6 separate regions of the Mus musculus genome follow, and regions 1, 2, 3, 4 and 5 are each linked to region 6. Evidence: chromatin contacts called from public Hi-C and HiChIP or PLAC-seq data. All regions are on one chromosome and are shown on one strand. Each heading gives the region's core, a stretch centred on a gene start, on an enhancer-like site or on the middle of the called end of the contact. The rest is flanking DNA. Distances are from core to core; before and after follow the strand shown.

Region 1 (4,371 bases), core at 1,389-3,888, 2.2 Mb before region 6:
TAATTTCATGCAGTTGTAGAGACTTTATGTTCCTAGATTCTCCTTTTTTTTTCTTTGTTTTGTTGTTGTTGTTGTTGTTGTCTGAAAGATGTGTTCTAAGCCCCTACAAGTCACATGCCTAGGTCTTCCTCATCTGACTGTCTTCAAAGTCAGAAATCTCCCTTGCCTTATACACAAGTATTCTCGTACTTGAGGATATTTCCACCAAGAGAACTTAGCCTTCACTGACTAAGTAAGGTGAGGCTAGATGAGACCTGGGACTCAGTTATAGGTATATTGCCTATAGTACTCTGTTGTGTGTAATTTTAAAATGTTGCCGCCTTAGCCCAGGAGCTGCCCCAGTGCTACCAGCTCACCCCCACCCCCTCCTTTTCCTTTTGTTCCACACTGCTTAGCTCCAGGATTGTCTACCACCAGCCCTAACCCAGCTTCATTTTCTACGCTCCTTTGTTCTGGGAGGGCTCATGCTGCCAGCTCCCACCCAAGACCTTGGAATCTGGGTAAAAGACGCACAGACAGCTTCGTTTCTTTATAACTTTCCTACTTGTCACAATTGCTGAGTGCAGATATCTCCCACCTAGAAAAGCTGCCCTTACCAATTTATTATTTTGTTTCTCCTCCCTCCCTAAACTTAGTGGCTTGTTTCACTTAGCCCCCGCCAAACATTCTTGGCCACCTGTCTGTAGTGGAGGCCACAGGCCCTAGTTCCCCCCATGGCTTTACATGAGTGCTGCATCTTTTTTCCTCCAAAGCATGGCAGAAAAGCCGCTCTCCTTCCTTTGAATCTCTCTTTTCCTCCTGGAGCCGGGTAGTCCCACCTGTACACTCTGCCCAGCAATTGCCCTCCCACCCCCATCCCCCACCCCCGATTCTATATTGACAAATCAAGAACCAACTCTGGAAATGGGGTTAGCATCAGAATCTCTCCTTACAGTATTCCTTAGTACTTCTCATATTCCAGGAAAGAGACCTATTATAGAAGAATGGAGGTTGCTTTGGGCATCTTGAAATCATGGCTACTACAACACTCAATGCATCCGTTTGTCATTTGTCAGAATGAGACAAGTCTCACGTAATGCACATAAAGTACCACAAGTATATAGAGCAGAATCAGAACTTTTCTCTAGGATGGTATGTGTCTACCATATAGTTTAATCAATATTTGATACTCTATTGGGAATCTATATATGCTGATAGCACAATAATTCACTGAGCAGCATTAATCTGTATAAACTTTACATGTTGAAAACAGTTTGGTCCTCAAATCTGATAGTTTGCCAATTTTCTGAGCAGGGGAAATGGACTCCAGGAGGCAATATAAGTATATGCACAGAGTACATACGGGTATATATACGTCTAGTTATTTTGTGCTATTCAGAGGAGAGAAGCCAGAAGAGTTTTGCAGTAAAATACAATCGGAACAGGGAATTAGGCACAAGTTGCCTGTAGTGTGTCCACATTTTTCTTATTTATCAGGGTCCTTGCAGGAGAACATTTACATGTGCTATTGACTCCCCAATCAGCGTATTTCTGTGAATGAGATGGTGCACTTTCGTAAGTACTGCCCTGGTAACCTGCAAATGATGAAGATCGATTCAGACTGGAAGTTCAATACCCTGTTGGGATGGAAGTAACTTCTAGGGTCTAACAGGCAATCTAATTATGTCCACTGAAAGAGCTTCTGTGGATTTACCTGAGAAGAAGAAAAACAAAAGATCTGCTTCCTGGTTATGTAACAGCTTCATTTGAAGCAACTTCAGAACTCTCCGGAGAGTTCTATTTAGAGATGTTCCCATTCCTGTTTCACAAATGGTAACAAGCCGAGGTGTTCTGAAGGAAATTGACTTGCCCGAAGTCTTAGGAAATCAGTTGAAGCACAGGAAAGTTACTACAACATCCCCCCAAAGTCCTTAAATGTCTAAAATCAGACAACCAAGCTAGGTAGAAATTTTAACATGATATTGCAGTTCTAATCCTGATACCCACTTATTGTACTTTATTAGTAGTGCTGCCATTTTCTTTTCAGAATTCTCCAATACTATCATTTTAAAAACCTCTAATAGAACTCCTAAATATTCTATAAGGCAACTGAGTCACTGTAGATTCAGAGAAGCTATGTTTGAAGGTTTTAAGCTTAAACATTCTTTTTTTTCTTAATTGTTAAGTATAAAATTGAATTATTTGAGCAAAGTGATTTTGTGATTCTTTCAATCCCATGTAGGAAGTATTATATTATGTAGTTCCTCTGAACTTCTTAGGAAGGGATGTTTAAGACACCGTTACTTCTTATCTGAAGTCCAGTTCTAAGAACTCCAGAACCCTTGAGCCCTGCTCACCACACTGTTACCAGTAAAGAAGAAGTCAGAGGATGCCAGATATAGCTAAAGGAAGTGAAGGGCAAACCCCATAACACTGTCACAGTATGGTTTAAGCTCCAGTGAAGAAGAAACAAAAGTTGAATCCTGTTAAGGAAGGAAGAATAAGGAAGAGTGGAGAGAATGTCCAAACGATCCAGGAGAAACTGGGAACAAGTGTGTGCCGTGCTTGCTCTGATGGTGCTGGCTAGTTCCCACTGGGATATCACCTATGTAGACATCCATGTAGACATTTAGGAATGATGATCGTATTACACATGGATTTAACAGCAATGTAGTCCAAAAACTGACCACATATCACACGGATGCTGGAGGCCTATGAGATAAGCCTCTAAACTGTGCATTTTCATGATTTTTTTTCAATAAATTGCTATCAAAGTAGAACAGTTTGGAAATTTTCTGACATTAAGTAGGAAAACATAGAACATTTTGAAATGGTGAATTTTAAATTAGGAAACAACAGTGAAGTATCTAGAGGGACAGAGTATACCAAAGGAAACCCACAAACCGCAAGCTAAGACGTTGTTACCCTGTGGACTCACCAAGACAAAATACTTCCCCCTCAACTAGAGCTGCTTTTAGCTCGGTACTAAATACCCACTGTACTAAAAATGTAGCTGCTCTGTTTTTCCAGCTTTTGTTTTTCTTCCTTGTCTGCTGCAGACTCATGTGAGAAATGAGAACTAAATATTTCCCGGATTACTGAGAACCAGAGGTTAGAATCTCCTGAAGACAAGTTTCCAAAACACATGGCTTTGCTGCTTTTTGATGCTATCATATAAATATAATGAAACTCAAATCAAGCAAGGATGTCCTGCTTTGGAACTTTAAATGCATACATGAGAAATATTAACTGTTAATATTGTGATTTTGCTAGAAGCATTAGAACTGGCTGCCTTACACCAGTTCTATTATTATTGTTATTATTATCATCATTATTATTAGTTCCATCACTAGTCATTGGCTAGCTGCTAACTTACAGCTTGTGACATAGCCCTCATTCCATTTTGACTGAATATTTACTTTATTTTATGTGTATGTGTGTGTGCACCTTACATATGTGGGAGTCTATCAAGATCAGAGAAAGACTGGATTCTTCTGAAACTGGTATAACAGACAGTTGTGAACTCTCATTTGGCCATCGAGACCTAAACCTGGGTCCTCTGTAGTAAGAGCGGTAACTGTTCTTAATCTCTTAGCCAACTCTAGCACCCATGCCAAGCTCACAATGCTCTCATTGGATAACCAGCAGCCAGAAAATAGCTGTTGCATTTAGTCATATGCTACATAGAGAATGGTTGAATGAATAAAGTAAGAAATTTACTTTGTCTTGACAGTTCTAGAAACAGTGTCTTGGAGTGAATAATAATCTAATAGCAAGGTTCTGTTTTCTGTATGTTCTAGAACGTGGTCATTAGGTATTGCCTTTAGAAGTCTGTGAAATTTTCAGGGAGGAGATGTTTACTCTATTTGAACATTGACATAAGTGTATGGCCTACACTAGCTAATTGTATTCTTTGTGTGTATACTGTTTACAGGATTTGTGAAATCAAATCAAATAAAATGTATTATCATATCTAAGGAGGGAAAGCACACATGTTGTAGATGGTGCTAGTGATGCCTGTATTTTGATGTTAATTCCACTTTCCTAGGAGGGGTTGTCTGGAGGAAGGAATGAGTCACATACTCAGGTGATCTCGTGAACCTTCCCCTGAATGAATGAAAGGACCAATCACTGGGTGAGTAGGCGGGACTTCCAGGTTAGATAGAGGAAGAGAGGAAGTAGGAGAGAGTTAGGGGCTTTTGGACTGGGATAGCATGAGGACAAGATGGAGCTGCTAGTGTCTCACGGTTTCAATGGCAGATCTACCAGGATTTGCCACCAGAGGACTTAGATTTAATATGACTTACAAGATTAGGATTCTAGTTCTTGCACCCAGTGATTGAGTTACCATTGCTTCTGAACTGAGTTTGTGTTGTGTTTTCCTTCATGTGG
Region 2 (4,461 bases), core at 1,857-4,356, 2.6 Mb before region 6:
GTATGATTGAAAAACTCATTGTTGCAAAATATGAACTCTTCTCAAATTGGTTTGTAGGTTAAGTCCATTTTTCATGAAAGCCCCATTGTATGCATATGTAAACTGGCAGTTGATTCTAAGTAACACTTGGAAATAAAGAAATTAAGCATAGTAGTACTACCTTAAAGATATTGAAGATAGTTAATACTTTATAGCGAAAAGCAGAATTTAAAATGAAATACCATGTTACAATAAGAAGACATATAATATCAGCTATAGATTTTATAAAGTAGCAATAACTATATAAGAACAAACAAACCAGCCAAACATAGTGGAGCCTGGACAAAGACCTGCCCACATACGACGGACAAGTCATGAGATTCTACTAAAAAGTAACAGAGGAAAACATTTTGTCTAAACAGATGGTACTTGATCAGTTGCCTCATCATATAAGAAATTAATTTGATGATCAGTCCTGTGTCACATTAACCCCCAAGTCACCTCCACGGAGATCAGAGATCTAAATGTAAAAGAAAATGATAGGGCTTCCAGAAAATAACAAAGATGAGATCTTCACAATTTTGAAGGGTTCAAAGATTTCTTTTTTTTAAATATATATTTTTTATTAGGTATTTTCCTCATTTACATTTTCAATGCTATCCCAAAAGTCCCCCATACCCTCCCCCCCACTCCCCTTCCCACCCACTCCCACTTTTTGGCCCTGGCGTTCCCCTGTACTGGGGCATATAAAGTTTGCAAGTCCAATGGGCCTCTCTTTCCAGTGATGGCCAACTAGGCCATAAAAGGGCTAGAGAAGTACATGTCAAAAGGTTAGCAGACTGGATAGTATTAAAATCGAAAAGTTCTGTTTATCAAATTGTCATTGGGAAGCTAAAAAGAGTAAACCACAGAATTTATTGACAACTTATCCGAGTTTTTGTCCCCGCCGGCAAGAACACGCTCAGGACAACTGGAATCTTCTGCGGCAAAAGCTTTATTGCTTACTTCTTCAGGAGCAAGAGAGAAATGGCAAAACCCCATCCCTTTTAAGGAGAATTATCCTCCTCCTAGGACGGGTCGCTCCCTGATTGGCTGCAGCCCATTGGCCGAGTTGTCGTCATGGGGAAGGCAGAGCACATGTTGTGGAGAACTACTCTGGCACATGCGCAGATTATTTGTTTACTACTTAGAACACAGGATGTCAGCGCCATCTTGTAATGGCGAATGTGAGGGTGGCTCCCCACAACAACTGTATCAAAAATAAAGTATATTTTCCAGAAATAGAAAATGTTCCTTCAAGTTAAAAAGAAGCACACTGCCCTGCAGGTGATGAAGGGACAGACCTTGAAGTGCATGCCAGTGACAGGATCTCTATATGGCCAGACATAAAACCAACCTCACTAGTCGAGGGAAAGGCAAATTGAAACTGCAGTGAGCATTATTCCATCTGTCCAAAGTCTAAGATAAATGCAAAAGATGGCATCAAATGCTGGGGAAGACAGGAAGCAACTGGCATTCTTGCACACTAATATCTGGACAGATTGACATAATTTCCTTGGGAAACTGCTATCATCTATTGTAGTTGCAGAGAGACCTTCTGTAGCCCATTGACTCCCTTTCTTTGGAAACAGCTTAAATAGTTGTTGTAATGAATTTAAACATCAATAATGGATAAATAATGGATAAATTGTGGCATAGATTTGTATGTGACAATGAAAATGAACAAACTACTCCTGTAAGACAAAATATAGGTGACTATTTTATATATATATATATATATATATATATATATATATATATATATATATATACATACATATATATGTGTGTGTGTGTGTGTGTGTGTGTGTGTGTGTGTGTTAGCAAAAGAGGTCAGACACAAAATGCTTTTACAAAACATAAAACACACCTACTACCACACACATGCATATATAGGCAAAGAAAGCATTCATGAAGGAGAGTTCCTCTGGAGAAGAGGAAGAGAAACCTGAGATGCTAGGTGGATCTTTTACTGCTCCCACTATCATCCCCCCACTACAATCCCCCCACATCCTTATCCTCTGCAAGATCAGCAAGTGCTCTTAACCACTGAACCATCTCTCCACCCTTTTGAGTTGAGTTTTTAAGAACATCTTCTGTGGGAATTCTGCAGCTGCCACTGTCTCTGAGTGAAATACCTTATCAGGTGTTCTGCTGTAGTATTTTAGCCCTGAGACAGAACTGAGAGTAGCAGAGGGGCTCTATGATTGACAGTCCCATTCACACTGAAGGGAACCTGGGCAAAAAACTTCCTTTGAGGATGGGATGCAGATACCATATGTGTACTGTGTGCTAAGTAATTTTCAATTTTGCATACCAGAGACTTGGTCAAATTGTCCACTTCTTGAATAAACTACAACTGGACAAGCAATAGAGAGAAAACCTAACTCTCACCAACACTCTATGTCATTACCAATATTTGCCATCATCCTCGATGATATTAGATGTTATCAACATTTGAAATTTCTTTAGCCTAATGAACAAAAGTGATAGTATCTGGCGCCTTTTACTCATTTATATTTCTTCTACACTTTGTCCTATGTGGCAGAGATCTTACAAATGGTATTGAGGGCACCTGCAAACATGATGGTCTCTGTTAAGAAGGCAGCTTTACCACTGGCGTTATTTAGGATTGAAGTAAAGAAAAATAAGCAGTCAGCCTGGTAGTCTGTTTTACTAACGCTTTCACTGTCTACAGACAACACATCTCCTGTGCGTGGATCCACTGTCTGCACGCTTTCCTCTGACTGGTTTGCTTTGTTTAACACTCGGTAATATTTCTATGTGCATTCTGGACACTGATGTTTTCTCAATCTTTGTTATTGTATTTTCATTTTGTTTATTGTTTATTTAGATTTTCTCCCCATATCTCTAGAAGATAATCAATTCCTTGAATGGCGGGCTAGAGACATTGCTTTAAATTACTCCCTGATTGAGTTAGAAGATTCTTATATCCGTCCCTTAATAATGTCAGAGAAGCAGCCAGATCCAGCTGTGAAAGTACAGCCAGTCAATACTAGATATTTTTAGGAGATGAATTGTATCACAGCAAAAAATCTCCCCACAGAAAGAATGAGTCACGAAGATGACAGATTGCTGGTACGATTTGCAATAAACTCTGGCTTGCCACTTTCTGACTCACTGATTAAAGCATAAATGGATTAAAACCATTTCTCTTTGGCTTTTAGTTTAGGGAAACATTGTTACTATTCAGTGTTACTATTCAGGGGTTTGGTTATAACTGCAGGGTAGTGAGGCAGAGAGATTGAAGAGACTGTAATTTGGACTTTAACACTGTCACTAGGGTAAGAGACTGTAACCAAGGCTGAGCTTCTCTCTCCCCAAGGAAGACAGACATGAAGATAGCTTGCTTGCCAGAAGCCCCCTGCTCCTTGCTCCAGCTGTAGGTCTCTGTGAGGAATGGCATAGAGAATTTCTCAAGACATACTCTGTGCCTTCCTGGGGACGAGAGCTGTGCATCTGTGGTAGTTGTCACTGTGGGCTTGTGGCATGTGCAATGATGTAACAAACAGCTCCACCGTACTTGTGGCCTCACCCATCTGCCTGTTTGTTCAGAAGGTAGATAGCCAACAACACAAGAAAGAAAAGCAACCAAACCAAACAAACCCAGTAAGCTTTGTGAAGCTGTAAGCCAAGGAGGATTTATTGAGCAAATCAAAGGGCAGCAAGATGTGATCCTCTGAAAACAACCCATTAACCACAGGATCCAAATCACACCTTCAAAGGTGAGCTTTCAGTCCCCCTCCCCAACACATATTCATGTCCACACACACACATACACACTCACACATATACTCTGACACACACACACACACACACACACACACACACACACACACACTCACAGACACACTGTATACAAAAGTATAGCTATACATACTTATATAAATGTTAATTTTTATGCATATATAGGGCCACATCTGGCCACAAACATTCATGAACAACTACATGCATACTTGCACAGAACTACACATATGCAGCAGCACATATGATACACACTCATGCATAGACTTATACACACACAAAAAATAGTCACGTACTCTTAGAGAGCATTCATTTTCAGGAGAGTGCTCTCTACTTGGAGATTTGGGGATTCCATTTGTAACAAAAGTGTTTTAAAAGTTTATCTTTCCTGTACTGGGGCATATAAAGTTTGCGTGTCCAATGGGCCTCTCTTTCCAGTGATGGCCGACTAGGCCGTCTTTTGATACATATGCAGCTAGAGTCAAGAGCTCTGGGGTACTGGTTAGTTCATAATGTTGTTCCACCTATAGGGTTGCAGATCCCTTTAGCTCCTTGGGTACTTTCTCTAGCTCCTCCATTGGGAGCCCTGTGATCCATCCATTAGCTGACTGTGAGCATCCACTTCTGTGTTTGCTAGGCCCCGGCATAGTCTCACAAGAGACAGCTACATCTGGGTCC
Region 3 (3,893 bases), core at 517-3,016, 2.2 Mb before region 6:
AAAAATAACCAAATAGAGCAGATGGGAGGACTCGTGGGGAGAGGAAGAGAATGAACCAGAGGGGACTGGGATCTCAGCAGGATGCCAGTGGGGGAGGGGAAAATTAGAACAAAGTATAATGACATATTATATATATGAGTTATATATAATATATGAAAATTCGACAATGAAACCCATTAGTTTGTATGCTAACTTTAAAAATTAATAATTTTTTTTTATTGCAGCAATGAAAGAGCAAAACCAACTAGTGACATATTTTGGAACTAAGGAAAAAGTTAGACTCGAGATTAATGTCATGTTAACATATGGAAAATGTGGGAGACATGACATTTATACAGTCTTCTAGGGAAATAAGTTTAAATGTGTTAACAAAGCTAAAAGTCACCCTCAGAGGATGACTGGTCATTTTTGTGGCTCTTGTCAAGCCTTACAGATGCCGTCCCCCTCTAGAAAGACTATGAAGCCCACAAGGACCACAAGGATTTTGGAAGCATCAAGCGACCCTGACTCTACCCACATGCTGGCAATCTTTATTTATGGAGCTTCTCAACAGGAAGGAAGTTGAGCTTTTAAGGACAAATGGATCTTGCAAGGTTTTAAAGCTCCATCAAAGAAATGCAGTCTAAAATGTTCCATTCTACCAGGAAGAACGTCACCCATGACACAAAGTTGGAACAAGGCTGCCCTTGGATTGCGTGCCGGTGAAGACCTTCGTTGTTCCTTCTGGGTCATCACACACTTAGCTTAGAGCACACTCAGAGTCGTGGGTTCAAGGACCACGGAGAGCAAGTTTTCTTCACCAAGGCTAGTGCTCTCCAGACCTTCTGTAGCTGCTGAGCTGGAAGCCACCTTCTTTCTAGATTCTTCAGAGTCACTGTACTCGAGAAGAAGCCAAAGTAATGACAAGTGAAGGAAGAAGAAAGAAGGCCTGTGAAGCACTGGTGAGCATCATAGGCCTTTAAGGGCTGGCTCGGAGCTCCTGCCCGGGATCTCAGAGCACAGGCAGCTCTGTGCAGGAGCTTGACTGGCCACTTTATATGTTACTTTGTTGAATTCAAAAGGAATAGAAAAGTTCAATGAAGTCCTTGTTGATGCATTTGTCCAAAGAAACATTCGGCCAGGTGGATTTTAATTTCATGTTGACTGTAGTATTGTTTTAGCCGTGCTCCCTGTGGCTGTGGCTGCTCTAGTAGTATCCCTTTCCTGGAAGGCTGCCTTCAAACACTCCATTATTATAACATTTCGTTTGCTTGTTTTTGATTGGTTTGGTTTGATTTTTTTTTTTGAGACAGGGGTTTTCTGTGAGCTCTGGAACTCACTGTGTAGATCAGGCCATAAACTCAGAGATCTGCTTGCCTCTGCCTCCCAAGTGCTGGGATTAAAGGTATGTGCCACCACGCTTTATCATAATTGTATCATCTTAACTCTAATTCAGCCTACTGGGTTGATTCAAAGGCATATTTTCTTTTCCTTTTAAGTATGCTAAAATTAAAGTACTGCCTTTTTATGCCTTTTATATTGTTGATAACCAGGACCAAATACAAGAACACTTCTTTTTTTTTCTCATAAGTTTTTACATTCTGATTTCAGAATTTCATATATTCAAAGCTTGCCCTTCAAGTTTCCATAGGGAGAAAGGCTCTTCTGGAAGGCTTGAGGAAAACACTGGAATTTGGCCAGTAAGGTCAGGCTGGGTTACAGGCCTCTGTGGGGCCAAAGTCCAAAGCAACAAGCAAGAGGAAAGCACTCCTTGCAAGCTGCTTCTTCTTCTTCCTCTTTTTTTTTTTTTTTTTTTTTTTAAAAAACTTCCCCTTTCAGAGTCATTAGAGCACTTGTGTGTGTGTGTTTTATTATTTCAGCAACTCCTTCTACAGGGATGTGTTCTCTTCATGCACAGAAGCCCTGTTCAAACATTACCAAGAAGACTGATAAGAAGAAAAAGCATCCACTGATGAGTTCTCAGAAAGAAAGCATTAGATTTAACGACAGGGCAATACTGCTATGATTACTCGGCCCAGCTGACAGCGAGGTTGCCAGGCAGCACTTGTTCTGCCAAGAACGGCGGGAGAATGAGGCAACCATGTGGTTTGTATTACCAGGGTTTTTTTTTCCCCCACTAAAGTTTTTCAAGGTTCAGAAAGCGAACGTCACCCCCAATGATAATTCAGTTTGGAACAGCTACATTTTCTAATGCTGCGTTCAGCGACTGTGGATGTGTTTGCATCCTCATATGTGTGCTCACATTTTCACAATGAGGATGAGATAAAGTACAGCATCTCTCAAGACCCCACTGGATGCAAATAGCCAACCTCCAGGCCAAATTCTGCGCTTTCAAAAAAGAAAGAGAAAGATTAAAAACCTCCCTTGCATTTCCCAGGCTTCTACTTACAGCCTTTAAGAAGACAGCACAGAAAAAAGAAGCCAAAGCCAAGTTCAGCGCAGCTCTCGTCTACGTACTTGGTCCAGCCAACTTTAGAGTTGGAGTTGATTAAAAAGAAAAGTCATAATTTACCACAAACTAATCAGTCTGTGTAAAAACCATAAAATTAAAATGTTTTCATTGTTTTTTATTTTTTTTGTCATCTGATTTTTTTTCCACTTACAAGAGGTTGACAAATCTAAAATTATCCAGATTTTGGAATAATCTTGGGTCTTCTTGGAAATACTATTCTCAGGAAGTCAGAAATACTAAATTTCAACAAATGATTAAATTCTTAAGCAAATTTGCAGTCATACAGTTGGTGGATCTGCATTGATTTTAGTAAAATTCCTTGTGAATTAAGTCCCTTCTTCACAGAAATGCATATACCTCTGACCCTGTCTACTTTGTCAACCTTCCTACCATGCTGATCTCATGCAACTCTAAAAGAAACAGAGTTTTAAGAAGTCATTTTCTTCAAAACTGCTGGAGTTTAGATGTCCTTATTGCCTTATTAGTTTTATGGCTTCTGGAAGATCTACTATGATTGCCCCTGGAAAGTAGGCCCTTTTCCCAGAGGATATAAGGGGACGAAAGAATCCATAGCTGCGGCAGTCATACATTTCTGCCAAGACTTTTAAACAAAGAAGAAAAACTCTATTTGTCAGTCAGAATGATCTGGTCTAAGCAAAAATGAGGGCCTGTTTAGAGAGATTCCATCAAGAATAGTCATTTGGACTCCAAAAATATGCTTCAGAAAACACTAAATTAGTTTTGTCAAAATATAACCTTTGTCCTCAAAACAATGTTATTCTACATAGCATCTGTCTGTCTGCCCATCCATTACCCCAACCCTTTCACTGAGGCATTCAGCAAGAATTATTGAATTTTTACCGTGTTCTAGGCATCATACTGGACTGTGGAACTAGAGATTGGGGGGAAAAAAGACACAGCTATATTCACAAGGCCAGTGTCCTAGAGAGGAGACAAAATGGTCCTAAGAGAGGAAACAGACTTGAATAAATTGTTACAATCAAATAAAACAGCCACTGTAATGGCTGGGAAGAGAGAACACGTGGGAGACTGGATATAAGAGGATTTTGTCCAGGATCCTACTTGGAGCTCAGCAGACGACAGCTTTTTCTGTCCAAATGCCTCTTAAAATTCATGGAAGACTTACTGTCTGAGATCCATTTATTTTCTTTCTTCTCTTGAGATGTACAGGATTAGTAGTGCTATCTTAAGGAATTCACCACAGAGCTATATGGTTAAGGTGTTCTAAGACCATTTTCAGAGGAAAGTGTGCTCATTGGAGAAGGTGAGTGAGGAGAAGCAGAAGGGGACATGTTGATTCTGGAGAAGTGGGGTCAGTTGGGGGGGGTAAATTGGGAGGCGGTTTTACCCTTTATTAGAAATAATGATAAAACTTTCCATGGTAACATATTAATGTGCAAATGGACAAATGAAACTGTGT
Region 4 (3,944 bases), core at 372-2,871, 2.0 Mb before region 6:
ACATTCATATCTGAATCCTTTTGGCATCTGGCACACTGAGGTTAGGTTGCTGTTGAAACACAGCATATAGAATCTGTGTGCTTTTAAAGGCTGTCAAATAAGCTTTAATACCTAACCTTCATTGTTGCTGCCACAGTCCCCACTCAGCCCTGCCCGGGAGCACAAGGCCACATTCCTGGTGTTCGTGGTGAAACTAGCATGAACTGAAACATAAGCCCTCCTCTCCATCATGTCTCTTGGCAAGATATTAGTAAAACCTCAGTGGTATTCATTCATTCACTCTTCAAGCCAACAGTTGGGAGGCTTATACTCAAGGGAGACGTATGTTCAGAAGTGGTCTTTTGAAAACCTAGCGATGTTCAGGTATAAGTTACACTTGGAAACCCTCTTATGTGACTTAATAGACAGTGAATATTAGGGTGTGTAGGGGGCAGAAGACAAGAGATCTGCATTGTTTCTCTTAATTTTTCCTTCTTTTGTTATCACAGTAGTATCAAGAAGACAGTGGCTTTATTTGACCTCTCCCCCAAGGGAGTAGTAACTATAATGGGTTTAATTAACTATGTGGTATTGACGTAATTAGTTATCATGGTGATTATACTTCTTTAATAAAAGCACTTCATTTGGGATGCATCAGGGTTCCGGCAGCGGCCAAGCCCTTCACCTATATTTCATAACTGTCTAGACACTGGAACCGTGTGCATATTTTACTAGCAGCCCTTGAGAGAGGTTATCTTGCATGGCTTAAGGTAATTGGGAAGTAATGATTTTGCCCCCTGCTTTCAGACTGGCTTGAGGCAAAGAGCAGAGAGGCTGTGGGGGAGGGGCGGGCCCTCATTTTGTGTAAACTGAAAGGCAGGGGGGAAGGGCTGGGTTTTTGGAAACCACAAGCTCTTAGGAATTGTTTCTTTTCAAGCTAGCTATCAGAGAAACAGTAACACCAGGGGGAGTTTGGTGGTGGTGATGGTGGTTGTGGTGGGGGGTTTAATCTATGGGTGGAATGCATAAATCTATTTAAATAAATGTACACCGTGTATGGAGACATAGGCTTGCATTAACAGGAATTCTGGCTGTCCAGTCTATGAACAAACAGCACAATTGGTCTGAATAGTAGATGGCTGCTTAAATTTGGTCAGCAGGTGACTGGCAGTGTCCCTTTCACCACAGCTCAGTGGACAATGAAGTCAGATGCTATGTAAAAAAATAGGGCAGTGAGAAAAGAAGACACACAGAATTCAAATGATTACCATATGAAAATGTCAATAATAATATCATGAGACCCCCCAAAGAGGAAAAGAACAAAAGCCAAAAAGATTATGGAGCTGTGCAGAGAAAGGGCCACAGGGACCACAGTGCCTGAAGCCCCTTCCCTACTTTTTTTTTTCTCTGATCAAACTTGGGTAATGGACTGGGAGGGGGAAGGGCAGCGGAAGGGTGGTGAGCAGGGAGGAGGGGTTAGGGACCGAGCCGAAATAGACACAGATAGCACTGAGAAATAATAGGTGTGCACACAGACTCTTGCAGAGAGAAACGTCATTTCTTTTTCTGTCTCCTCTCCCTGACTCTCCTTCTTTATTCAAACTGCTTTCTCCTGCCACCTCCCCCTGCAGCGCTGAGCAGCGTCCCCTCTGTGCCTCTCCCTGCCTGGAGATACATACTGAAATCACTGCAGGCAGTTTGACTGCTTCATGTAGCCCGGGAAGTTTTGCTGTGGGTCTTCTCAGAGCCAAAACCAGAAAGATGCACTTCTAAAAAATAACCCAACGGATCTGAAAGAAGCGTTTCTGCGGAGGTACCTGCCAGTAAGACTTGTTCCTCTGCCACAAGGGGTGCTGGGCAAAAAACCTCGATCCCTCATTAAATCAATAAAATCTTCTGCTCTATAATCGAGTATCAGGGAGAGGGGCCCAGGCTGTTTTATCTCATTGTTTCAGAACAGATCATTTGGATGGAGCTGACAAAAGGTTCATTCTTTACCTTTGTGGAAATGTCAGTAAAAAGGCAGGTGCTAGGCATTTGGACTCTTTTGCTCTATACAAGAAGAAAAAGAAAGGAGAGAAAAAAAAAAAAAAGAAGAAGTGAGGGAGGGGAGAACTGGGGGAGGGGAGGGGAGGGGCTGTGACAGGCCAGCTCCATGTACTGGAGCTTTCTAAGACATTTTGTTTAGCTTGGTACTGTGTGGCAGTGAGGAAAGAGGTGGGATCTATTGTGTGCCAGCTGCATGAATCACCGGATTGAAGGCTAACAGCCTCAGATCTTCTTTTATACAGTAGAGGGGAGATTAAAGCAGGGAGCTCATATGTCACAAAATAGAGGTACAATGCCTTTCTGGCTTGTTCTGTGCACTCAGCCAGCATTTGATCCAAATTTAGCCAGGGGGAAGGAAATGTGTATTGCTATCAACTGAGGACTAGACAAATGTTGGGCTGTAATACCCAAATTTTCTTCACTCCTTCCAAAATGTCACCTCTCCTTTATCAGTCTCACTGTAATAGAGCCTATATATAGCCACAGATGAACTGGAAATAAACACCCAGACCCTGGCTAAATTATTCTACCCCTGCTTCTTCCTACTCTGTGTAATTGATCCACAGCAGAGGGAATTTTTGTGGCTGGGTCTTAACAACCTCATTTGTTTAGCACGTATTTGTCCAGTGCTATAGGACCTACATTCTAGCAGCTAAAAGGGACATGCAAGGAGTCCACTGTATATTTTTCTCCTCTCTTCAAGCTTGGATTTTATTAAGGAGATGAAAGCAATATAGACACACCCCCTCTATACATACTCTTGGGAGCCAAAGCAATAAAAACAAGGGGGCACATCAAAACATGAAACCAGGGAAGTGCTCAGAGAATCAGGGAAAACAAACTCAGGACACATGTATAGTTATACTGTCATCCCTATGTTATAGTAAAGGAAGCCAAAATCAGAGACAGAAAGAACTTGCCCAGAGTCACACAGCTAATGAGGCAACACAGTTAAACTTATAGCTACATCTATAATCCACTGACAAAGAGATTGAAAAAGCCAGCGACCTGGCCCTCTCTCCTCCTCTCTTGCTCAGTGAGTACATCTGTCCCCAAGGAAGCTTCCAGGCCCTCGTCTGTTTCTAATCCCATTGGATGGGTAGTCCCTCTTTCTTTTGATTATTTCCCTCAAAGAAACTTTATGTTCAAATCAGAAATATCACCGTGTCTCGGAGACTTCTCCTTGACAGCTTGTCTAAGGCTAAATAAGTCACAAGTTGTGGACATGAGTAACAGTCTCTTGTTTGAGGCCCAGTCCAGCTCCCTCTGCCTTTCTCACTAGTAACTCAGATCTTTTTCATCACCCCAAGGATATATGAATTCTGAACTGGATCCCTCTCAGATTCTGGTGTAAACTTTAGCCCTTCTACTGGACACCTGTGTGAACTGAACCCGCTTTAAAGGGAATGTTTGGAAACCCTCTGCCTACAGTTCTCAATACTGGATTATTCTTTAGAAAATAGGCTGATTTCAAGTAGATGAAACTGGAATAAAACTAATATTAGATAATTTGTGTACATGCGTAGGCTCACAGACACGTGTGCATACACACAAACAGGAAGACAGACAGACAGACAGACAGACACATACACATACACATATCTAGAGAGAGAGAAGGAGAGAGAGGTTATGTTTGAGACAGGGTTTCACTTTATAACTCACAATGGCCTCTATTTAGTGATCTTCTGTTCTCTGCCTTTTGAGTACTACAGATTTTAGGTATGTGCCATCACATGCTACTCTCAATTTGGATAACTTCTGAGCCGTGCCTTCTCAAGCTTTTATCCACTTTATAATTGTCTCATTATTATGCTATCTGAATTGTTTGTCTGTGCTTACTTTGAGTCATATGTGAGATATATCTGTACAGATTTTGAAAATACTTTCACTCAATCCATAATCCATTTTTTCTCTTA
Region 5 (4,403 bases), core at 647-3,146, 2.3 Mb before region 6:
TATTTCTAACAGTGAAGACAATCTGGGGGAGGACTATTTCTGAGCACTCAGAGATGGCCCCACTAGAGGTTTCTCAGGGATATGCAAGGCTCCTGCGAGATAAACAAGAGATGACTTTGAGATGTTTGTTCATTGGACAAGGACAACCCAGACTAGGTTCTAATCTGTTCCATCTCTCTGCTACCCCAGTGAGCCCTGATAGCAGAAGACAGGAGGCCTGCATTTGTGTTTAACTTTTAAAGTAGGACAAAGAGCAGCGAATTCATCCGGTCTCAGCCTGGGGGTCGAGGTTGGCCCTTTGGCAGTCTTGTATCAGCTATCCTGCAGGACAGAGATTTACATTATGATTCACAATAGTAGCAAAACTACATTTATGAAATAGCAATGAAAATAATTTTATGGTTCTATCAGAGTGGTCCTGGGGATTCCAAACTTTTAGGTGCCATAAAAATACCAATGTTTAGTAATGATTTACTGGTTTTTAGAGGCAAGTTACTTCTAGGCTGCTGAGGCTGGAGCTGAGAGAAAGCAGGGAGTACCGGGATGGCTTCAGGGGCCCTTCGCGTTGCCTCTTCATTGGTTTTTAAGTAAGCCACGAGCACAGTCAAATGAATGCTCTTCCTTTTGAATGAGCTTGGCCTCTGTCACGGGGGCTCTTCCGTCTTTTCCTGTTAGTACTCAATTTATCTTCATCAAGTCCCAAGCAGGAAGGTCCAGATGTTATGACTCTTTGTTTTACAGTTTTATCATTTACAGGAAATTCAGACACAGGAAAATAGTGAGGAATTCAACCCAGAAGGACAGGGCCCATCTATAGTTGGGGCCCAAAGGAGCAGGAAGCCCTAGCTCACGGTGTCTCTATATAGGAAAGGGTTGAGACTATAGTGCAGTATCCCTTCAGGTAATTTTTGTTTGTCCTTTTTTTTTTCAGATCCCTGTAATATATTAGTTCACTGTCTGTGTAAATCTCAAAACTTGCACCTGACGTTGTTATAGATCTGGATGGAAAATATCTAACAATTGAGAAAAAGCAGCCTGGGATTTTCAATGGCCAGATTAGATTTCAGGATGCTCAACATGTCACACACACATGTACACAGACAGACACACACGCCTGCACACACACATAGACACACACACACATACACAGACAGACAGACACAGAGATACACACACACATGCCTACACACACACATGCCTGCACACACACATATACACACATATTCACATATGCACACACATATACAGACACACACACAGACATACACAGAGATACACACACACACACACACATATGAACACACACACATACACATACACACAGACACACACACATGCCTGCATACACATATACAAATATGCACACACATATACAGAGATACACACATATGCACACAGACACACACAGATACACACACACTCACAGACACACACATATACACACACATACACAGACACACATGCCTGAACACACACATATATACACACACACAGACATACACATATGCATACACATACACAGACACACATGCATACACAGAGAGATACATGCATACACACACACACACACACACACACACAGAGGACACACCATGTCTTGTATTTCACTCTGTTTCAGTCTCTGTGTGGATTGGGGAAAATGACAAGTTTGGTTTCCTTCAAGTCTAACTCAAATGTGCTCAAGTAAAAACATCAAAAACATGGTACACAAACAAGGGTGAGGCCCACAGCCGGAGTTAAGAGATCTTCTTTACAGGCACAGAGGCTGAAAAAGCATCAGCATTCGCACAGCCTATCATTTAGTGAGCAGAGATCTCCTTTCTGCTCCCTTAAACTCTCAACTCTTGGCCGCAGCCTCCCTAAAGACTCACTGGATCTTGCACAGCTGCTAAGGGACAATGTAAGTTGTCTAACAGTGAGCCAAAGTGAGCATCAAAATGGAGTTAAGGAACTTCAAGGAGGAAGCTTTCTGTTTGGTTTGTTTCTCTTATTTTGAAAGGCAGACCCACCAACCTAATGGAGACATTTTGCCATTCTTTCTAATCACCCTCTTTCTTTCTGAATCTGCGTTTTCCTGGAGGGTAGATAATCTCTGGCGCTGTGCTCACTGGCTCAGCTCAGCTGAGCTCTGTTCCCTGGAGTCTTGCTAACTGTATAAACTTTCAGTTCCTCAAGTCTAATGCTGGCTCACCCAGGAAAGAAAAAAAAAAAAAAAAAGCAAATTGAACAATTAAATTCAAGCTGTAGCTTCCGTCATGACTCAAGAACAGAAAAATGTTTTTAAGAGCCAGCAGTACATAAAGTACCATTAATAACCCAGAATTTATGATTTCCCATTGGGGGCCCCAAACAACATCATTTTGCCCAACTCTATTATGATACTGGATTGGAAAAGTTTCTCAAAAGTAACCATTTGATCCACTCTTCACCCAAGGCCGAGAATTTTGAGAAATTCTTTTATAAAAACGAAAGAAGCTGGAACCCTCTTTCTTTTATTCTTGTCTTTTCCATGCCCACCCCTTGCCTCTTTTCCTTGGCTTAGCTGCCCGGTTGCTGTGTCAGCATGCTGAGATCTGTGCAACACTCCCACCTCAGGAATTTGAAGCCTGGTGCTGAGTCTTTTTATTTCTTTGAGTTCAAGCTATGGATTTTTGTATTCAGAAAGTCTTAGAGGCTTATGCTATAGGCCCAGATTTTCATTCTTTGGCTGCATGGATAAATTAGGCCATTTTGGGAAAGTCCTTTGCAATCACATTACAGGGGCCGCTTGACTAGAATATCCCTGAAAACATTAAGGATGGTTTCTTACAATATACTGAGAAAAGTCCATGCTAGCCCCCCTCCCCTAGTGTGATGTTTCTAATGGAGTAAATAGTTGGACGATGGTTAGAAAGTCATAGAATAATTGATTTGAACACTCCAAGTAAATATTTCTCAGGGCAAGCTCACACTTTTAATTTCCTAAGAAGAGGGCTCCATTTTCCTTTCTGCCTAGAAATCATTTCCAAAATTGTATATGCAGTCAGAGCTTCAGAAACCACTGCTGGGTCTTGGGGGATGCAAGTTCGTGGGTTAGTTGTCCTAGAGCTTAGATAAAATAGAATGTAAGTAAGAATTATATACAAAATAAACCTTTTTCTCTGTTGGGATTAATGACTGTAGTTAATTTAAATGCTCAATTGGAATAGGAAACTACCATGGAGACTACATCATTTATTTATTTATTTATTTATTTATTTATTTATTTATTTATTAAGCTGCTCCTATATATTCTTTTCACAGCCCCACACTGCAAACAACATTGTCCCCATTACACAGGCAAAGAAACGGTGGCCTGGACAATATGATAAATGCAGACACTGCGGCAGTAGTCATTCTAGGAAGGTAGGTGTGACTCTGTACCTATCCTCTCATCTGATGTAACATGTTGCCTCTGTGGGCAGATGAGTGAGGACACTCCTTTGATATCCATGCCATGTGTGTTTCCTTTCCATGCCGAGAAATGGCTCCTCTAGTGGTCTGAAGGTGTGGAGAGGCATTCATTGCCCTAGACTCAAGCATCTGGTAGGGAATTCTGATGATGGACTTCTTGGAGATGTCTGAAGGCTAAGGGAGGGTTTGAAGGGGCCACTTTGACAATTCGGCCAATGGCAAACTGTCTGACTTGAGAGGAAGAGCAGACACATCCTGGCATTGTTGTGGCAGGCAGAGTGAAGCAGGCAGAAACACCCTGGGACTTTCAATGTGTGGTTTCTCCTCATGCTGCTGAGAGTTCAAAACTTCAGAAAACTGTCAAGATGGCTTGAGGCAGGTTCTAGACACCTGTGCCCTTACAAAATGGAAAGACCCATTTTCAAGGATTCATCATTTCCCTTCAGAGCTCCTGGTTCTGCGGTGGGACTTATTCTCCCCTCAGGCATTATGGGTATTCATTCTCCCTCACTGGAGTTCCTTCTGGTAAGCGGTCACTAAGAAAGAGTCTAGTCAATAATTTCGCCATTTACAGCAGTGAGTTTACTGAAGGACTCTCAGGAATCAAGCGAAGCTACCATATGAGGATGAGGCTGCAGAGGCAAGGGAAGTTTCTTTGTGCTCCTTGATGTATAGGACCCAGGGAGTGCCTATTCACAGCCTGATGGGGAAGGATGCTCCTCAGGGGAGGGGGAAAGACTGACTGAGATGATGAAAGATGACATCAGAGTGTATCTCCAGAAAAAAACAGATCAACACAATAGGGAGTTCCCTGGCTGCCACCTTTCAAATCACACAACAACAGGTGTACATTTAAATGAAAATTGATGGGGGTGTTGGTAGGGATGGGTTGCTATCACTAGGAATATTTTCTTTCCCATATCTGGGTTCTCAGCCTCTTAGTGCTAGAACAAAGTTATGCTTTTAACTAT
Region 6 (4,378 bases), core at 686-3,185:
CACTTCTCACTGATCAACATGTTTTCTTTTCTAAAATCCAACTTGACATTACATTGTAAAACAAAAAAAAAAAAATGAAAATGTAGAGATGATACATTTTCACAAAGAAATAATAGTTTTTAATGAAATGTCTTCTCCTTAGTTCACCTTGTCTATGTAACTATTTTTACTCTTTGGTTATCTGCCACTCTGTCCACAACTCTGATTAGCTGGCAATGATATTTCAGGATAAGATTGTACCTGATCACTGAGATATGTGATCAAGCATCAGCCCAGTGTCTTTGTAAATTATAATTTGTTGACTGTTTTCTGCCCCTACTCTCTTCAATAGCAGAACATCTGTTTGTCTCCTATCTACCTCATATCTATCAGCAAATGGAGCTGTTGGAATAATCAATTGGAAAAGGAAACTACAGTTTTCTGATTCCACCTTAAAACCACACTTCAAGATGCTTCTCTTAGATCTGTTCATCACTTGCTTCTTACTCGACTCTCCATCAGTCCCCTTTCATTTTTTTCCTTTTTATAATATTGAGCCATGCAGAGGACATCATTTACAGAACAGAGAATTCAGTCATATAACATATTGAATATAGATTTAATGTGACTGTCTGTGATTCTGGAGACAAATCTATGAACACAGAACAGCACACAGATTCAGGCATCATCTCACATGCAGTACAGATAGCAGCGTGTACAGGCATGAGGTACTGACAAATAGGCAGAAGAAATTTGGGGGTAGCACCGACACTAACAACTGGGCAATGCTGGGGAATTATCTTAGAATCATATCTGAAAACCCAGAAATTATCTGGGGAATCTCAGTTTGTCAGAGACACAGCTTTGTGCTCACCTCATCTTCTCATTGACCATTATACAGTGTGTGCCTTTTCTTTACTTTTTTCTTTTCTTTTTTTTTTTTTTTTTTAATTATGTCACCAACTGCCCTTCCTCTGTCTTTGAGTTTGGAACTACCTGTGACACAATCTGTAATCTAAAGGAACAACACTGCATTCAGCTAGATACTCTCAAACTATAGAGAATCTAGAATCAGGAAACATTTCTACCTAGCGTATGTCTAACTTAAACCCTATTTTCCCCTATTTTCTTAAAGGCAAAAACAAAGAACAGAAGCCGACCTTGCACACATTCAATGCTATGGTCAACGGCTGGGGCTGGGTAAAGGATACATTTTCCCTGTGATTGTTCACATTTTCTGCTGTTCCTCATGTAAGTGAACACAGCAGCCAGATGCTTTTGGGGGACACCACTCCATGGTGGCCTGCTGCAGTTTTAATGCTAGAGCTAGATTCATGTGCTGAGGTCTTTCTGTCCTCCCCAGAGCCACCAAGACAAGAGCAGGAGGTTTCAACTTTCACCTTCAGCAGCTCTTCCTCCTTGGCACACTCGCCAGGAAAGGGAAGTCTGTGTGGGGGTGTGGAGCTTTTCCTCAGATTAACATGTTTCTGGCTGCTGACAAAATTAGATAAATAAATAAATAAATAAATAAATAAATAAATAAATAAATAAATGAAACATCATCAAAGAAAATAGCTTTATTGCACGGATCATCAATAAAGGGAATGGATTTTTGAACACCAGCAAGCCCACCCCTTTGGGCTTCAGAAGTCACCTCTTCCTTACATAAAGCATTCATTACCTTACCTCTGAAAATGATTTCTGACGATAACCCGGATATGAAAATTAGGAACCAGCCAGAAAGCATTTCCTCTCCTGTGTGGTGCCAGTTGCCCCCTCTGCGTCTTCTCATTTATCCTGGCAGTGGTTTGTCTCTTTGCCTTTAAAAGTTAAGTCCACCTTCATCGCACACTGTAGAAAGAAGTGAAATTAAACTGCAGTGTGTTCTAGAGGAGAAAATCTACTTTATTCATCTCTCAGCCCTACTTTAACTTACACTGACCTAATTACAGCCCACACCAGGAGAGGCTGAGTTAGCAGAAGGAGCGCTTCTGCCACCTAGTGGTCAGTTCTCTGAACTGTGAGCTGAGACCTGACCTTTTTTTTTTTTTTTTACTTTATTTTTGAAAGGTCTGGCACAGAAGTGCAAATGACCTTCTCTGGTATCTGCATGAATGCTAACGATCAGCCTCCTCCCCACCCCCCACCACCACTCAGCTTCTTCGGAAGGTCTAAGGCGTAATGTTTTTCTAAACAACTTCATCTAGAGAAAGTTGAATTAATGCCTCCTCCGATGTACGGTAGCTTTAGAAGCATTTTATTAAGACTGTATTATATGACATTTCATGAAGATGAAATTGAAAATCATAATGCAAATATTAATACTACTGAAAGCAACATTTGATATACTATGTGTTGAACTGAATACTTAAAGGTCTTACAATCCTCCTCACTAAATCAATTACCCTCCCTCCCAGCAACCACACAGTTTTGCTAGCTGAATGATTTCTCTGAAGCTCCAGGCTTGTTGGTTTGCTTCTGGGAGTGGTAGTAGACGTTTAAGAATGCTTCGTGTTCTCTCTCTCTCTCTCTCTCTCTCTCTCTCTCTCTCTCTCTCTCTCTCTTCTGGCTTCATTAACGAGTTATTGATTCGTAACTTGAAAGAAAAACTTGGATGAAAAATGTAGCCAGCCTGAATCACCGATGCTAATTAAGACCCGAGGAGGAAAGGGGATAAAAAGGCACTCATGTGCCCAGGCACCAGGGTAGGCAGGCTCCTCCTCTGTCCATTAAGGCAGATATGTGCTGCTCAGCCTGGCCTTCCTTCCCATGCATAAAACAAAGGAAATGTCTGGGTGCAGAGGGCAGTTAATACAGGGATCAGGATGTGAACAATAAGAATCACAAACAATCATTTCAATAAAGTTTTCAGTGTGATATGTTCACTTGCAGTGGTTTAATGTATTATGACCTTTTTAATGTCAAATCTATGGATTAGTATAATATTACATCTAAAAATGGGGGGAAATGTTTCATTATTATTCAATTATTCATAAGAACTCCTTAAATCCCTACTGTTTAACGAGAACCTATTTAGACCCTGCTTATACCTATAAAGTAAGTATGATTAAATGTTTGATATAAATGTTTCACAAAAACTCACACTATGGGACTAGAGAGATGGTCTCACAGTTAAGAGCACCTGCTGCTCTTCTAGAGGTCTGGAGTTCTGTTCCTAGAAGCTATAGAAGGCTGCTATTTACTGACTCTGTAATTTCAGCTCCAGGAGGCTTCTTCTGGTCTCCACAGGCACCTACATACATAATCATATACATATACATACATATATGAATAAAAGTAAAACCTTTACAAATAAAATAACTTGTTATATTCTAAACAATGTGATTACTTATTCATCATTACTTAGCGAGTAAAGTTAGAGCCTCTCCACTAAGCACCTGGCTTTCATGACTGCAAAGGAGAAAGCCAACGTACCTCGACTCAATGTGACCTTTGTCAGCTCTCACCAACATGTCACCTGAAGTAAGAAAGAATGAGTGTGTACTTCAGTCTGGAAAACACAACCCATCTTCACGTCTTCTATATCTTCGTGCAGACCCTCTCTATTTTTGACCCAGGTGATTTCACTAGTTAGGTCAACCTACTTCCACGGTGCATCCAACTTAGACAGATTCATCTCTTCCACTGTTGTCTGGTGCATGAAGTCGAACTCAAAACCTTCCAAGTTTGTGCAGCAGAACTCATGTCTCCTTACAGATGCCATTCCCACACCCAGACTGGTTTGGATTATTACATCTAATTCAATCCTTTTGCTTCCCAGGTTTCTCATCTCCAAAGTAAATTTTGTTCAAACTCACATAGTGTATTTGCTCTTATCGGTCTTGCAAACTTTATATGCCTCAGTACAGGGGAATGCCAGGGCCAAGAAGTGGGAGTGGGGGGGGGGGGGAGGGTATGGGGGACTTTTGGGATAGCATTGGAAATGTAAATGAAGAAAATACCTAATTAAAATAAAATTTAAAAATCAAAAAAAGTGTTATAATTGAGGCACACAATTTTATGGCAAAACAGAAGAGATTAAGTTTTGCTGAACGTATCAGAAATGCTGTAAAGTCCTAGCACAACTCGCTGGGGTCTAACTGTAATGGTAACATGTTACCTCTAGAATAATTTTGGCCATTTACTGTTTTACTCTTCTAGAATAAAGTGTCATAAATGAAGTCCTGGAATGTTGTAGCTGGTTCTTCCAAAACAGTCTTTATGAGAACAGTGAAGTATGGTCCTGTGGTTGTTTGACATATAGGGAATTAATCTATTTTACTCTCCCATTACTTCTCTGTGGTTTGAACAGGAAGAAGGAAAGTTTTGTTTCTAGTAAGGAAATTAAAGAAATCAGAGTAATTTCCTATGACCTTAGAGCATCCCTGATTTTCTGTGA

The links. HiChIP or PLAC-seq counts read pairs in DNA pulled down with a chosen protein or histone mark. A called contact is a pair of places that touch in the nucleus more often than the background predicts.
Region 1: a contact with region 6 is called in a RAD21 HiChIP or PLAC-seq map of pro-B cells, with 24 times the contacts expected there. The contact joins two enhancer-like sites. A contact is called at or near these places in 1 of 15 datasets of contacts at CTCF or cohesin (pro-B cells) and 1 of 115 datasets of contacts at active chromatin or transcription factors (large pre-B cells).
Region 2: a Hi-C map of the N1E-115 cell line shows a contact between it and region 6, with 12 times the contacts expected there. The contact joins two enhancer-like sites. A contact is called at or near these places in 21 of 484 Hi-C or Micro-C datasets (the AML12 cell line, the N1E-115 cell line, adipose-derived mesenchymal stem cells and 11 more) and 1 of 115 datasets of contacts at active chromatin or transcription factors (astrocytes).
Region 3: a contact with region 6 is called in a Hi-C map of cerebellar granule neurons, with 2.6 times the contacts expected there. The contact joins two enhancer-like sites. A contact is called at or near these places in 1 of 484 Hi-C or Micro-C datasets (cerebellar granule neurons) and 2 of 115 datasets of contacts at active chromatin or transcription factors (acute myeloid leukemia and large pre-B cells).
Region 4: an H3K27ac HiChIP or PLAC-seq map of VIP interneurons shows a contact between it and region 6, with 7 times the contacts expected there. The contact joins two enhancer-like sites. A contact is called at or near these places in 1 of 484 Hi-C or Micro-C datasets (cerebral cortex) and 2 of 115 datasets of contacts at active chromatin or transcription factors (VIP interneurons and acute myeloid leukemia).
Region 5: a Hi-C map of the C2C12 cell line shows a contact between it and region 6, with 4 times the contacts expected there. The contact joins two enhancer-like sites. A contact is called at or near these places in 2 of 484 Hi-C or Micro-C datasets (the C2C12 cell line and cerebral cortex) and 3 of 115 datasets of contacts at active chromatin or transcription factors (acute myeloid leukemia, embryonic stem cells and large pre-B cells).

The regions. Positions count from the first base shown.
Region 1 is chr10:17,483,673-17,488,043 of GRCm38.p6, reverse strand. No RefSeq gene overlaps it. Among named protein-coding and RNA genes, the nearest start is that of Gm32656, 170 kb to the left of the region's middle. Within about 2 kb of position 2,638, at least 89 of the 459 cell types and tissues checked have an H3K27ac peak or open chromatin away from gene starts, as enhancers often do. A contact at or near this core is called in pro-B cells, where this site is marked.
Region 2 is chr10:17,859,931-17,864,391 of GRCm38.p6, reverse strand. No RefSeq gene overlaps it. Among named protein-coding and RNA genes, the nearest start is that of Gm20655, 27 kb to the right of the region's middle. Within about 2 kb of position 3,106, at least 35 of the 459 cell types and tissues checked have an H3K27ac peak or open chromatin away from gene starts, as enhancers often do. A contact at or near this core is called in the N1E-115 cell line and muscle stem cells, where this site is marked.
Region 3 is chr10:17,520,269-17,524,161 of GRCm38.p6, reverse strand. All of the region lies in intron 3 of Gm32543 (a long non-coding RNA gene), which reads left to right. Among named protein-coding and RNA genes, the nearest start is that of Gm32656, 140 kb to the left of the region's middle. Within about 2 kb of position 1,766, at least 119 of the 459 cell types and tissues checked have an H3K27ac peak or open chromatin away from gene starts, as enhancers often do. A contact at or near this core is called in cerebellar granule neurons, where this site is marked.
Region 4 is chr10:17,329,393-17,333,336 of GRCm38.p6, reverse strand. No RefSeq gene overlaps it. Among named protein-coding and RNA genes, the nearest start is that of Gm20125, 240 kb to the right of the region's middle. Within about 2 kb of position 1,621, at least 98 of the 459 cell types and tissues checked have an H3K27ac peak or open chromatin away from gene starts, as enhancers often do. A contact at or near this core is called in VIP interneurons, where this site is marked.
Region 5 is chr10:17,557,929-17,562,331 of GRCm38.p6, reverse strand. All of the region lies in intron 3 of Gm32543 (a long non-coding RNA gene), which reads left to right. Among named protein-coding and RNA genes, the nearest start is that of Gm32656, 100 kb to the left of the region's middle. Within about 2 kb of position 1,896, at least 69 of the 459 cell types and tissues checked have an H3K27ac peak or open chromatin away from gene starts, as enhancers often do. A contact at or near this core is called in the C2C12 cell line, where this site is marked.
Region 6 is chr10:15,297,853-15,302,230 of GRCm38.p6, reverse strand. No RefSeq gene overlaps it. Among named protein-coding and RNA genes, the nearest start is that of Gm23892, 320 kb to the right of the region's middle. Within about 2 kb of position 1,935, at least 70 of the 459 cell types and tissues checked have an H3K27ac peak or open chromatin away from gene starts, as enhancers often do. A contact at or near this core is called in the C2C12 cell line, the N1E-115 cell line, VIP interneurons and 3 more, where this site is marked.